Regions from separate parts of the Mus musculus genome. Here all the other regions are linked to region 1. The links are chromatin contacts, called in public Hi-C and promoter capture Hi-C maps. All regions are on one chromosome and are shown on one strand. The core of a region is the stretch at or near the end of the contact, and the rest is flanking DNA. Distances in the headings are between cores, read along the strand shown.

Region 1 (2,916 bases), core at 210-2,709:
AACTGCCGGCAAAGGTTAGCACACAAAACTAAACCTGACTGGAAACTCCTTACAGCTTATTATAGTACTGGGCATGACAGTCTAGTGTGTGGTGGGGTAGGTGGGGGTCTTCTTGCTGACCACCCAGGATGTCTCATTGCTCCCTAACTGAATCCCAGCCATCTTGACTATTTCACACCTACTCATCCCACCCCCAAGTCAGGCAGTGGCTATGTACCTATATCTAGGTTGCTTCAAGAATGATGCCTAAACCTAAGGCCGAGACACGTGGCCAGACCAGGGGGCATACACTCTTAGTTCCTGCGAGTGAGAGCCCGACCTAAGATCCATTGCTACTTCTACACTAGCCTGGGCTATCAACTTGAGAAGTCCTGTAAACCTGATGTAATTTTAATCACTTCTGGAGTATACACTGTCCAAAGCAGGATAAACTGGCACTGCAGTCCTGAGGCTAATTATGAAAGGTGCAGAAACTTTGATCGGGCAACACTCTGCTTCTTAGGCCGGGTGTTAGCTGTGAAATGAGGGATGGACTCGATATTTAAGGTCCTTTTCAGCTGAAAAACTCTGATTCTAAGATGTACTTCAATTCTGTCAATCGACAGCTCTGCAGCTTTTGAAGGACTTGCTGGAGTCCCTCGAGGAAGAAGGCCAACTTTAATCCCTTAGAGGGAGATGGGAGTTAATTTATAAAACACACAACACTAGCTGCTATCAGGTTCCAGGTACAGCGCAGTGCGTTACCTAAGCAACTGATAACGGCTTGATTCCTCCAAATGAGTGCTAGGGAGACGATGATATAAGATGGGGGCCAGAATTCAAAATGAAAAACCACTGGGCTAAGAGAAAAATTAATTATTAGGGTAGGGGGCTACTTGCCCTAGATGCTAGGTACTCACAAACTGGATGGGGGAGGGGAGAGTGAGGGCTGCGCAGCCCGATCTGGACACCCGCCCACTTGCTAGAGCCTGGAGGCCTGACGCGGCCGCCCAGGACCCGGCTGACACAGACGGATTGAGGCTTCTGCGCCCGCTCGGAGCCCGGCCCGCAGCGGGAATGGGCTCTAAGGCTGTGCGGCAATCGCGCGCGCCATCCCGCCCGCGTTAGGCCCCGGCGGCCCACGGCCAGGGGCGGCTCCGCGCGCCCAGCACTCGCTCGCCGTTGCTAATGTCCTCCTTGGGCCCTGACTGACATCTCCAACGGACCAAAAACAGCACCCCTCTCCCCGGCTACTTGCATCTGTCCCGCGACGGGTGCAGCTGCAGCCGCCGCCCGGGCGGCTCGCGGCGGGAGGGACTGAGCCCGGAGCAGCCCACAGGGGCAGGGCCGCGTTGCTTACCCAGACTCCGCCGCGGCGGCGGACTGGCGGGCGGGCTTCTCTGTGCGGGAGGGGCGGGCTCCCGCGCGGCGCACACCACGCGGCTGCGCCCGCTCACGCACCCGGCGGGCTGCTCTCGCGCGGCTTCCCGCGCCCGGCCCACGTGACCGGACTGCCGGGAAGCGAGCGGCACCCCGGCTAGTGTGCGTGCCTGCCTGCGTGCGTGCGTGCGTGCGCGCGCGCCTGCCTGCCCGCCCGAGTGGCCAAGGCGGGGGTCGGCCCCGCGCTCCGGGCGCGCCTCTGCCACGGTCCCCAGTCGTGACTGGAGGCGGAAGTGTGGGGACAAGTTCGAGCGTCACTGGCTCCCCACACGTCTTGGCGTGACCTGGGAACTTTCCCCGGCGTGTGCAAAAAAAAAAAAAAAAAAAAAACCCAAAAAACAAAAAAAAACCACGGGTGCCCCCTCGGCCCTGGGTGGGGACGGGCAAGGATGCACCGGCGTCTGGCGCGGGAGGGGGACGAGGGCGCGGGGCAGGCAGCCACATGCGGCGGGAGCCAGGGAGGGAGGCGGGCCGGGCGGGGCATGGCGGGGGAAGTGACTCAGGCCCGAGGCTGGCGGGCCCACGCGAAGAGGAGTCGGGGGGCACGGAGGACCCCGAGCGGACAGGCTTTAGGCTGGACGGGACGAGAGTGTCACCCCCCCCTCCAGGCGTCCAGGGTGGAGCGCGGGGGCGGGTCCAACTGCGGGGCCCTGCGGGACAGGGGTCTGACATCTGGGTAGAGGGCGATCGGCATCCAGCCCTGGGGGAGTCGGGAGGATCCCAGTGGCGTCCAGCTGTGCAAACAGGAGGAGGGCCAAGCCGACTCCGGGGAGAGGGGCGACAGTGCTGCTCCAGCCGCCGCCGCCCGGGCGCCCGCGCTGCGGGCAGTGCCAGCCTCCCCGGCCCGACGCAGAAACTTGTTGCAACCAACAGGCGACCGCGGGTGCCCCTAGCCGCCAGCGGCGGAGTGGGTGGGCGGGCGAGAGGGAGGGGAAGGCTGGCGGACGCCGCCGCGAACTGGTGGGCAGACCCGGAGTCGCCGCGTAAGCGGGGCCGGCTCAGTGCGGTGCGGCAGGCGCGGCTGTGCGGCAGCGGAAGTCCTTTGTTGCAGCGCAGTCCCTGGCAGAGCCCGGAGTGTCTCGGCGCAGCCCAGCCGAGCGCCGCGCGCCGTCAACTGCAGCCCGCAGCCCCTCGCCTCCGCCCGCCTTCCCAGCGGCTCCGCTGCCCTCAACTCCATAAAACCTCCGCAGCCGCGCGTCCCACCGCGCCCGGTGAGTAGCTGCCAGTCGTCGGGGCCATTTGCGCAACTTTGGCCGAAGCTGGGCCACGGGCCTGGCGGAGTGCGTGGCCGAGGCGGCGCCGACCGGTGCGGGGAGCCGGAGCGTGGAAAGCGCGCGGCGAGGAGCCGGTGGCGGGGGTCTGCCGAGCGGCTTCGCTCGGGGCCGGCCGTCAGTCCGGTGCGCGCGGCCTCTCCGGGTTCCGGACGAATCCCCTCTCCAGACGACTTCCCAAATTACTTCTTTTCCCTTTATTTTATTTTGTGCTGGGGGGGTGGGG
Region 2 (2,734 bases), core at 68-2,567, 2.5 Mb before region 1:
GTTGCTTCATGCATTGTTTATTGTCTTATTAGACCTGGACATTATGTGTATTTCTAGAGGGCATTGTTTTTGGATTTGAATGCAATTTAAATGTACCATAGATATCTACATTATTATACAACCCAAAGTTAGATTGTAACAATGTACTAACAAGGCAAAGAAGAGATACTAAACAGTCTAGTGTCAGGTCAGTTTCAGAGACCCCAGATTCAGACTCAGTTGTGTCTATAACACGTGTGTGTGTGTGTGTGTGTGTGTGTGTGTGTGTGTGTACACACACGGGCACGAAGTGTTCCTTTGTTGGGCTTGGAATACTTTTAAAACAAACACACACCATACCCACAGACCTAACATTTATGCTTCCAAAGACCGACTAAAAATGATGGCTTTAATCCATAGCTCCCAGCATAGCCGGTGAGCAGTCCTGTCAAGGTCTGTAGGTTGAAGGACTTGTTCTTCTTTCAGTCTAAACAGTGAACTAAACTCAGTCTGAAACAATTCTTGCACCTTTTCTGCATCCATTTAAGATGATCTTTGTCAGTTTTTAAAGCAACATGAAAGCAAAATAAGTCTATTCAATGCCTTTTCCTGTCTTGTCAAATTCAGGCTTGTGCTCTCACTTATTGAAGCTGTTGTTTATTTGTAAATGCTTAAGATAGTTTATTTTTAAATGGCCCTGCAACTTCCCTCCCCTTGAGAGGTTTGGCAAGACGGATTTGTTTTATATTTTTATCTGCATTTGCTCAGTAGTCAAACTTTGGCCCAGAAAATCTTAATCACTTGGAGACTTCCCTTGTTGTGTAGCAAAGAGCGGAGACTGGAGACTGAGTGGTGTCGGTCACCTGGGAAGGAGGGACCCCACTCTAACATCAGGGGGGCTGGCTGCCAGAACGCAAAGTTGGCTTTTTTTTTTTCAACTGGAAACTCGGGCGGGATGGGCGGCGACCGGGTCCAGCCACGCAGCTAAGGAGTAAGCGAGCCTCAGAGAACTCTATAGAGAGCCGGGGCGGTGCGAGCCAGGCTCGGACCCAAGCTTGGCAGCCCACTCGCTCCAGCAGCGCCTCCCAAAGCCAGACGCAGCTTTCCATTGAAGGTGCAGAGACCCCCCCACCCCCAGACCTGGGCTCAGCCGCACCCGTCGCTCGCCCCTTTTTCTTCCCTCCCTAGCTGCACACAGACAAGCACGTGAGCGGGGCAGCTCGTCCCAGCTGGGGCTCAGCTGACCTCCTCCTGATTGGCTGAGAGCAACGTGGGCTGGGGTGGGGCCTGGCCGCCTGCGTCCTTCACCATTGGCTCTCCGGGAACCCGCCTCCGCTCAGGTGAGGCGGGCCCGCGGGCGCGCGCGTTGGGTGCTGAGCGGGCGCGCGCACCCCTCGGCTTTTCCCTCCCCTCGCCGCGCGCCCGAGCGCGCCTCCGCCCTTGCCCGCCCCCTGCCGCTGCTTCAGCGCCTCAGTGCACAGAGCCTCCTCGGCTGAGGGGACGCGAGGACTGTCCTCGCCGCCGTCGCGGGCAGTGTCTAGCCAGGCCTTGACAAGCTAGCCGGAGGAGCGCCTAGGAACCCGAGCCGGAGCTCAGCGAGCGCAGCCTGCAGCTCCCGCCTCGCCGTCCCGGGGGGCGTCCCGCCTCCCACCCCGCCTCTGGACTTGTCTCTTTCTCCGCGCGCGCGGACAGAGCCGGCGTTTAGGCCCGAGCGAGCCCGGGGGCCGCCGGCCGGGAAGACAACGCGGGCACCGATTCGCCATGGAGGGCGCCGGCGGCGAGAACGAGAAGAAAAAGTAAGCCGGGCCGCCGCGTTCCGTGGACTGGCTTTTTTTTTTTTTTTTTTTTTGTCTCCGCTCCCCTTCCGTCCCCCCCAGCCTCACGCGCCGGGCTCCCCCGCGGTCCACGTCGCCATCTTGGCGCTGGGGGTGGGAGTCGCGGGCCCTGCGCTCGGCGGGGCTGGGGTCTCCGCCCCGGACACCCGCCCCGCGCCGTCGCAGCCCAGCCTGCCCCGCGCGCCCATCCGGCCGAGCCGGCCAGGGCCGAGTACGCCTCTAGCTCCCGCGCCTTCCCTCCCCGTCCTCCGCGTTAGCCGCGAGCAGCGGGCCCCGGGCGGACCCTGTGCGCGCTGCCAGCTTCCTGGGGTCGAGGCCCTCCGAGGCCGACCCGGGGCTCCCCCGAGCCGCCTCGCTGCGCCGCGGCCGCCGTTGCCTTTGTAGGTTAGGGAGTTTCTTCTGGGGGCCCGAAGACGCTAACTTTCTAGTTTGCACGTGCGGGTTTGGTTGTAATCTGGAAAAACTTGCCTCCATCAGAGTAACGGGAATTTAGGAAAATGGCATCATTGTAAACAACTTCCAATTTCTACAAACTTGTGTTTGCATCACCTGTCAGGAGAGCCCAGACGTTATGTATCAATATGTGGCTGCCTCGTTCACTCCTGAAAATAACTTACGGATAGTTTTGGTTAAATTTAGGCCGGTAATTTCATGGAGTGGGGGCTATATATGATGAAAGCCGTCGGTTAAAATACTGAAAATTTATTGGAACACCTGAAAAGAATTGTTTCCAAAAACCATACATCTGAAGTGTGAAATCTTCCATGAGAATTCAGTGTAAGTTTATGAAACATCTTGTGGTTTGAGTCTAAGGAGAACATTTTAGAATTGAGTACAGCTAGTGGTGGTAAGATCGACCCCTGCCGCCAGCACACAATTTTGTCTACTTCGATATTTTAACCTTGAGAAAATCAGTTTAA
Region 3 (2,814 bases), core at 58-2,557, 2.8 Mb before region 1:
AAGCCTTGGTATTTCCAAGAGAGGCCCATCCGGCCAGCCCATTGTTCTCCATCTCATCCTATAGTGTGAAGCTGTTACTGGTGAGGTCTCAACTCCCTAATGAGAAACTGCCCAGAACCTTCTCAGCAAGCCAAACCATGTGCTAGAAAGGGGACAGACGACCAACCAGCCTGTTCAGTAAGAACGAGTATGGTGAGCGTCCTTAAGCGTCTTAAGAATGGCCTGGACTTTATAGGAGACATATTGGTTGCGGCTGGCCCTCAGGGAGCAAGCTTTATGGTAGAATGGATTAGACCAAAAGGTGTTCCTAGGAGACAAAACCTGTAGAAGTCACGAGATGGGTAAACTTAGGGTCTGCCCACTCTGACAATAACAACCTAGAGTGTTTGTTCCTAGAAGAGGCAGCTGAAAGCCACTGTGTGTCAGGGTGGCGCATGTGAACACTTTGCTGCCCTTATAATGCAGGACTAGGTGGACCAGCAAACCGCCTCTTGCGGAGGAAGGGACTTATTACATCTTGGCCTTGTCAGTCTCCAGCAGAACCAATCTTTCCTGCTCTTTGTGCAGTGACACACCTCTCCCAGGAAGGAGTACAGGATTTCCATCATTACCATTGCCCTATTAAAAAAATACGCAAACAAAACAACTAATTACTCTCTGCCGAAAAGGCACATAAACAGGATGAGTCTAAGCTGAACCTGGGATGACCCATTCCGGTAAAGATTAGGAAAGGGACCTCCCCTTCCCCACAGAACACCCGCCTCTGGCTAGGGCTCTGTCACCCTCCGGCAGGGTCTCCAGGCCACTACTTAGGGTGGGAGGTAGGAACTCCCTGCTGCTGATTTTCCGCATCCACCCGTCCTGCCAATTCTCTCCCCGGCTGTCTCCCACGCCTCAGGTGTTTGCTGGCGGTGGGCCTGGAATCCTTTCTTTTTGTCCAGCCCCTTAGGGCAGCCTCCAGCCCGAAACGCACCGCCAACCCGGCCACCGGGAGCAGGGATCCGCGAGCACTCAGGGCGGGAACCGCCCCTGGGGTGAGTGGGGAGTGCGGGCCCCCTTCACCGCGTAACCCCGGCACCCACCCCTCAAGGCGGTGCTGCCCGCGGTGCGCCACGCCCCCGGGGTCCGGAAGGCGTGGCAGCCCGCACCGGGCTTCTGAGAACTTGGAGCCCGGCGGCGCGCGGCTCTGGCCGGGATGCGGCTGCGGTTGCTGCTGCTGCTGCTGCTTCCTGGTTCTCAGCTCACCGAGTGGGGGAGAGCGTGAGCCCGCGGAGGCGGGGGCAGGAGGAACGGGCGGAGGCGGGGGCAGAGACGCCAAAGCTGGAGCTAGCCGGACGGGTCGCTCCTGCTCTCCGGGGAGACTATCTGGCCGGCCCCGGAGAAGGGGCGAGCCCCGCGCGCTCCAGAAGGACGATCGGGAGCCCAGCAGCCCGCCGAGGGCTCGGAGCCCGGCTCCCCTCCTTTCCACCTCAGGAGAAAGGGCGGGAGGGAAGGAGGGGAGGGGAAGATCCCTCCGAGGAGGCGGAATGGCCGGTCGCAGGGGGCTCGGGCGCTGCTTCTTCCCAGAGCTGCCTCCACGCCCGTGGCAGCGGAGAGGACTGCCCTGAGCCCGGGCTCCGGGTTCCCCAGTGCCAGCCAGCGCGGCCCCCTCGGGGCTCCGGCAGCAGCGCCGGCATGTCGTCCGGCACGATGAAGTTCAATGGCTATCTGAGGGTCCGCATCGGAGAGGCTGTAGGGCTGCAGCCCACCCGCTGGTCCCTGCGGCACTCGCTCTTCAAAAAGGGCCACCAGCTGCTGGACCCCTACCTGACGGTGAGCGTAGACCAGGTACGCGTGGGCCAGACCAGCACAAAGCAGAAGACCAACAAACCCACCTACAACGAGGAGTTCTGCGCCAATGTCACCGACGGCGGCCACCTGGAGCTAGCCGTCTTCCACGAGACGCCCCTGGGTTATGACCACTTTGTGGCCAACTGCACGCTGCAGTTCCAGGAGCTGTTGCGCACGGCTGGTACCTCGGACACCTTCGAGGGCTGGGTAAGTAGCGATCGCCTCACTCCTCCATGTCTGCTGGACCTTCCCTCCTTTTAATTTTCGAAACTCGTCAGAGTCCCGCTCCCTCATCGCCCTGCAGGGGAAGGAATTCCCTCTAGACTTCGGTCCTTTCCCAGGTGGCCTGCACTGTTGACGCGACAGCCGTGGGTGTATGCGGGCGCAGGTGGGACTCTGGGAATCCGTCCTCTTTGTGGACCTGGACTTTGCACTTAGGGGAAGCCCAATAGTGATACAGAGTTCCATCCCCCTCCTCCCGGGGTAGGGGGTTTGGGAATCACAACTCTCATATAAAGAAAAGCAGAGAAAGGGCGATATGAAAGGGATATGGTTTGAATCAAGTGCTTCAAACACTTCTTAGGAGAAAGCCATACATTCTCGCGAGTATTATTCATAGTGTTTATGGATGCATGTTGGTTCAGCCACACAGACGTGCACACGTGTTTCAGCATGCACATCCATTACATCCCAGAGGTACAAAAGCTACACTGGCAGGGATCAGAGTGAGTGCATGGCTTTGCACCCTGGCAGAGTTTTGTTTAGCTTTTCCCTTGGGGATTGGGGGCGAGGGTGGAGGCGGGAGTGGTGGGGTGAGAGGTTTAAAACTTCTCTGTTTGCTCTTAAGTTCAGTCAGCCTGGGTGTATGGGTGCTTCCAAACTATTCCTCTGAGAAGAGGTGGCCAAGACACCTTAGGTTTGGGTCTCCTCCCTCTGCGTTGACCTTTAGCTGCCCGCAACTTCTTATATGCTGCTGCCATTCCC
Region 4 (3,080 bases), core at 118-2,617, 2.5 Mb after region 1:
CAAGCAAGGGTTCAAGGAACAATTTTCTGTGGACCTTCTATGCATTAAAAAGATGCCTCCTTCATCCAGGAGACAGCCCAAATAAATACCCGCGTGACAGTGTCATGAGTGACACTTGCTAGACGTAAAGAGTGCAGTCATCACAGGGCTATAGGAATACCTCAGAAATGCAGGGATATCTTCCCACAGCAAATAACACTTGACGGGATCCAAGACTGAAACCTACAGCTGCGAGAGGGTGACACATTCAATGTCACTTTGGCTGAGGGGCCTTCTAGCTGCTTCCCTGTCACATAACTTCCCGTCTGGGAGCTTTGGTCAGACCTCAGCGTCTACATCTCAATCCTCAGCAATGATGAGCCCTGGGAGGTAGAGATGGCGCCGACGGCTCAGTTATGTAAACTCCGTGTGTGGCTCAAAGGGTGTGCGGAATGAGTGAGTAAAGGCATCGACCTCCAAAAGCTGCCAGCAGGTGAACCCCCTTTTCCTGTGGACTGGAACCACTTTCTCCGGCCTCTTCTCTCAGAAACAGCAGGGGAGGGGAGCGTTGGAAAGAAACCTCGCTCGGAACTCAGAGGAAACGAAGACCCTGGGGAAAGCTCAAGGAGCGACCCAGAAACCAAGGAACCTTGCTGGTGGCCAAGGGTACGCAGGAATGCGCGCCGGGAAGATGTGCCTGAACACGGTTGTCGCTTGTCCTAGTCTTTAACTTACATTCGCGAAGGGAAGATTTCAATCCGGTCTTTGCCCGACATCCTGACGGTGACTCGGCTCGGGCCCCCCGGCGAGACAATCGGGACCGCAACACCTCCAGAACCGGTTACCCCAGTGCCCGCCTCCACGGGAGTCAGCTGACCGGGTCACTTGACAACTGCGTTGCTAAGAGGCAACCAGGAAACCGGTTCCCACTTCCGGTTCCTGTTGGGCGAGGACTGAGGGAGGGGGAGGAGACGGAATGCCCGGATGTGGAAGCGCGCACAGTCCGGAATTCCGGGTCTCTCCACCGCCCCTCCCTCCGGCGAGTCGCCGGCACCCAGCACGCTCTGAGGGATGGGTCAGGAGAGGATCACGCTCCTCCTCTTCCTCGGCTTTCCGCCATTCGTCACAGCGCCCTCTCTTGGTTGACTAAAACTTAAAGCGATCATCCTGGAGCAAGAAACAGAAACTTACCTCTCCTTTAAACCTAGCAAGTTCCCTCCGCAAAAAAATCTATAAATACCAGGGGCAGTGACTCTTCAGCTCGTCCCTTGGTTCACACCGCCCATATTAGGAGGACCAAGACTCTATGGTTAGTGGCAACGAAGGATCCTTTTCTGTCGGCGCCTGCGCAGTGAGAGGTGGCTCCGCATGCGCGCTGGGTTGGGCGAAGCGCACGCTGAGGAGCTTCGGCGTCCGGGGTTGGTGTTCCGAGTCTCCTCGTTGCCACTAAGCAGCACGGCGTGGGACCCTACTTCGGGATTCACACATCCACTTCAGGTGACCGGCCCCGCAGCTTGCTCTCCCCGAGGATTCGCCTTGGTTTTGTCCAGTGCGGCTAGGCCCCGGGCTACCCCCCCTTTCCCGTTCTTGCGCGGGAAGTGTCTGGACCCCGTCGCCACCGCCCGCTGGTGATTTCCTGCGCCCTCTCGCCAGCCGGTGTCTGCTCCTGCGAGCCAGAAACGTGGCTGGACGGGCGGAGGAACCCCTGAAGGAACGTGGGCCAAGTAGATTTTTACAGCCTCCTTAAAGATGTCTTGTGGTGGGGAGGCCTCTGGAGAACCCTCGACTCCAGTCCCACTCCTAGTTCAAGACGATTGCTTTTACCGGACCGGAGAATTTGGGCTTTTTTTTTTTTTCTTTCTTTTATCCTTCTTTTCAGCCCCAAGATACTGCCAAAACTTTTCTCTCTGTGGAGACTGAACTTTTCGCCAAAGAAACAATAGGATAAACCACCATATTTAAGTTAAAAAAAAGTCCAAAATGGAACTATTAGTGTTGAGGTCGTTAAGTTTTCGCTCTAGCTGTGCATTTCTGTATGAGTGAATTCCTGGAATTTAAAATCAGCTGTTGAAGTTATTTGCCCTGTTTGGGTAACTGCGAAAATAAAACTGGAGTTTTGTAATTATGGACGCTGAAAGCGTAAAACTTTAGAGTTAAGTGTGTACTCGCATTGGGGCTCTTAAACACCCCCTTATATTTAGGATGCTTTAATTTCCACTAAGGAACAAACATTGTTTCTTGAAGAAAGGGTACATCAGAAAAGTCTTGATTTTTCTCCTCCTCAAGTTGTTGTTAAAGAGGTGGAGACCCTCGACAGTTCATCAAAAATGTCAGTTATGAAATTGTAGTGCTTTTTCTGTGCCTATGATGCCAGATGGTGGGCCCTGATTCTCAAAAGACTTAGTTGTACTAGTAAACTTTAGAGCTGAACAGCGTTTTCCCAGCGTGGTACATTTTATTTTGGAATGTTCATTGCCCATATCTGCTATGGTGACATGACAATGTACCGACTCTAGAAGTTAACAGGGGCAAAATACTAATAATGCAAGGTATTTGAAACTAGCTTTGAAGTGTGTTTTTGTTTGTTTACATCAGAACACATACAGTCTGTATGGCATTAACTACAGAAGTGGGATCCCTTGTGAGAGGTGTGAGGTACACATATCTTTAATCCCAGCACTGAAAATGCTTGAGGCCAGCCAGAGCTGCACAGTGAAACCCTGTCTCTAAAGGGGGGGTGGGAGAGCCCTTAACATTGTCATACTGTGTGTGATACAGGGAAACTTTGTGGATATCAGATTTTGTGTTAAAGACTTGAGTTTAGTTCTTGTTTTTAGTGTATATTATGTATCTGTCTTTGAAGTCACTTATATTTCTGTTCCTTGGTTTCCTGTTAATACTTTTTTGGGCCTTTTCAGAACACCTTGTAATCCTAATTTGTTTTCCCACTAGTACTTAATTCCCTAGGGAGGGATTTTTGTGTCAGAATTGCTTAATACTAAGTAATGACTACCCCCAAAATTGTTTTAACAGATTAAATTGCAAAATGAAAAAAGTCAGAATGCTTTGAAAATTATCAAAAAGGACTGAATAAATTCTTG

What was found. Hi-C and Micro-C count contacts between places; a contact is called where the count stands out from the background. Capture Hi-C pulls out chosen DNA fragments and counts their contacts.
Region 2: a contact with region 1 is called in a Hi-C map of Th1 cells, with 9 times the contacts expected there. The contact joins the promoter of Hif1a here to the promoter of Zbtb25 in region 1. A contact is called at or near these places in 3 of 39 promoter capture datasets (the C10 cell line, embryonic stem cells and pre-B cells), 1 of 484 Hi-C or Micro-C datasets (Th1 cells) and 1 of 115 datasets of contacts at active chromatin or transcription factors (large pre-B cells).
Region 3: a contact with region 1 is called in a Hi-C map of regulatory T cells, with 8 times the contacts expected there. The contact joins the promoter of Prkch here to the promoter of Zbtb25 in region 1. A contact is called at or near these places in 2 of 484 Hi-C or Micro-C datasets (CD8 T cells and regulatory T cells) and 1 of 115 datasets of contacts at active chromatin or transcription factors (thymic regulatory T cells).
Region 4: a promoter capture Hi-C map of adipose tissue shows a contact between it and region 1, with 3 times the contacts expected there. The contact joins the promoter of Eif2s1 here to the promoter of Zbtb25 in region 1. A contact is called at or near these places in 1 of 484 Hi-C or Micro-C datasets (CD8 T cells), 1 of 115 datasets of contacts at active chromatin or transcription factors (astrocytes) and 2 of 9 other capture datasets (adipose tissue and liver).

What each region holds. Positions count from the first base shown.
Region 1 is chr12:76,368,101-76,371,016 of GRCm38.p6, forward strand. Zbtb25 (zinc finger and BTB domain containing 25) reads right to left here and starts at 1,460. Exons shown (of 3, transcript NM_028356.2): 1 at 1,340-1,460. It overlaps Zbtb1 (zinc finger and BTB domain containing 1), which reads left to right and starts at 2,420. Exons shown (of 2, transcript NM_178744.3): 1 at 2,420-2,630.
Region 2 is chr12:73,906,550-73,909,283 of GRCm38.p6, forward strand. It overlaps Hif1a (hypoxia inducible factor 1, alpha subunit), which reads left to right and starts at 1,318. Exons shown (of 15, transcript NM_010431.2): 1 at 1,318-1,775. The coding sequence starts at 1,741.
Region 3 is chr12:73,583,489-73,586,302 of GRCm38.p6, forward strand. It overlaps Prkch (protein kinase C, eta), which reads left to right and starts at 1,308. Exons shown (of 14, transcript NM_008856.4): 1 at 1,308-2,037. The coding sequence starts at 1,675. LOC115488016 (collagen alpha-1(I) chain-like) reads left to right here and starts at 190. Exons shown (of 3, transcript XM_030247047.1): 1 at 190-279; 2 at 723-821; 3 at 942-1,647. The coding sequence starts at 190. The coding sequence ends at 1,607.
Region 4 is chr12:78,860,705-78,863,784 of GRCm38.p6, forward strand. Eif2s1 (eukaryotic translation initiation factor 2, subunit 1 alpha) reads left to right here and starts at 1,368. Exons shown (of 8, transcript NM_026114.3): 1 at 1,368-1,476. Atp6v1d (ATPase, H+ transporting, lysosomal V1 subunit D) reads right to left here and starts at 934. Exons shown (of 9, transcript NM_023721.2): 1 at 715-934. The coding sequence starts at 755.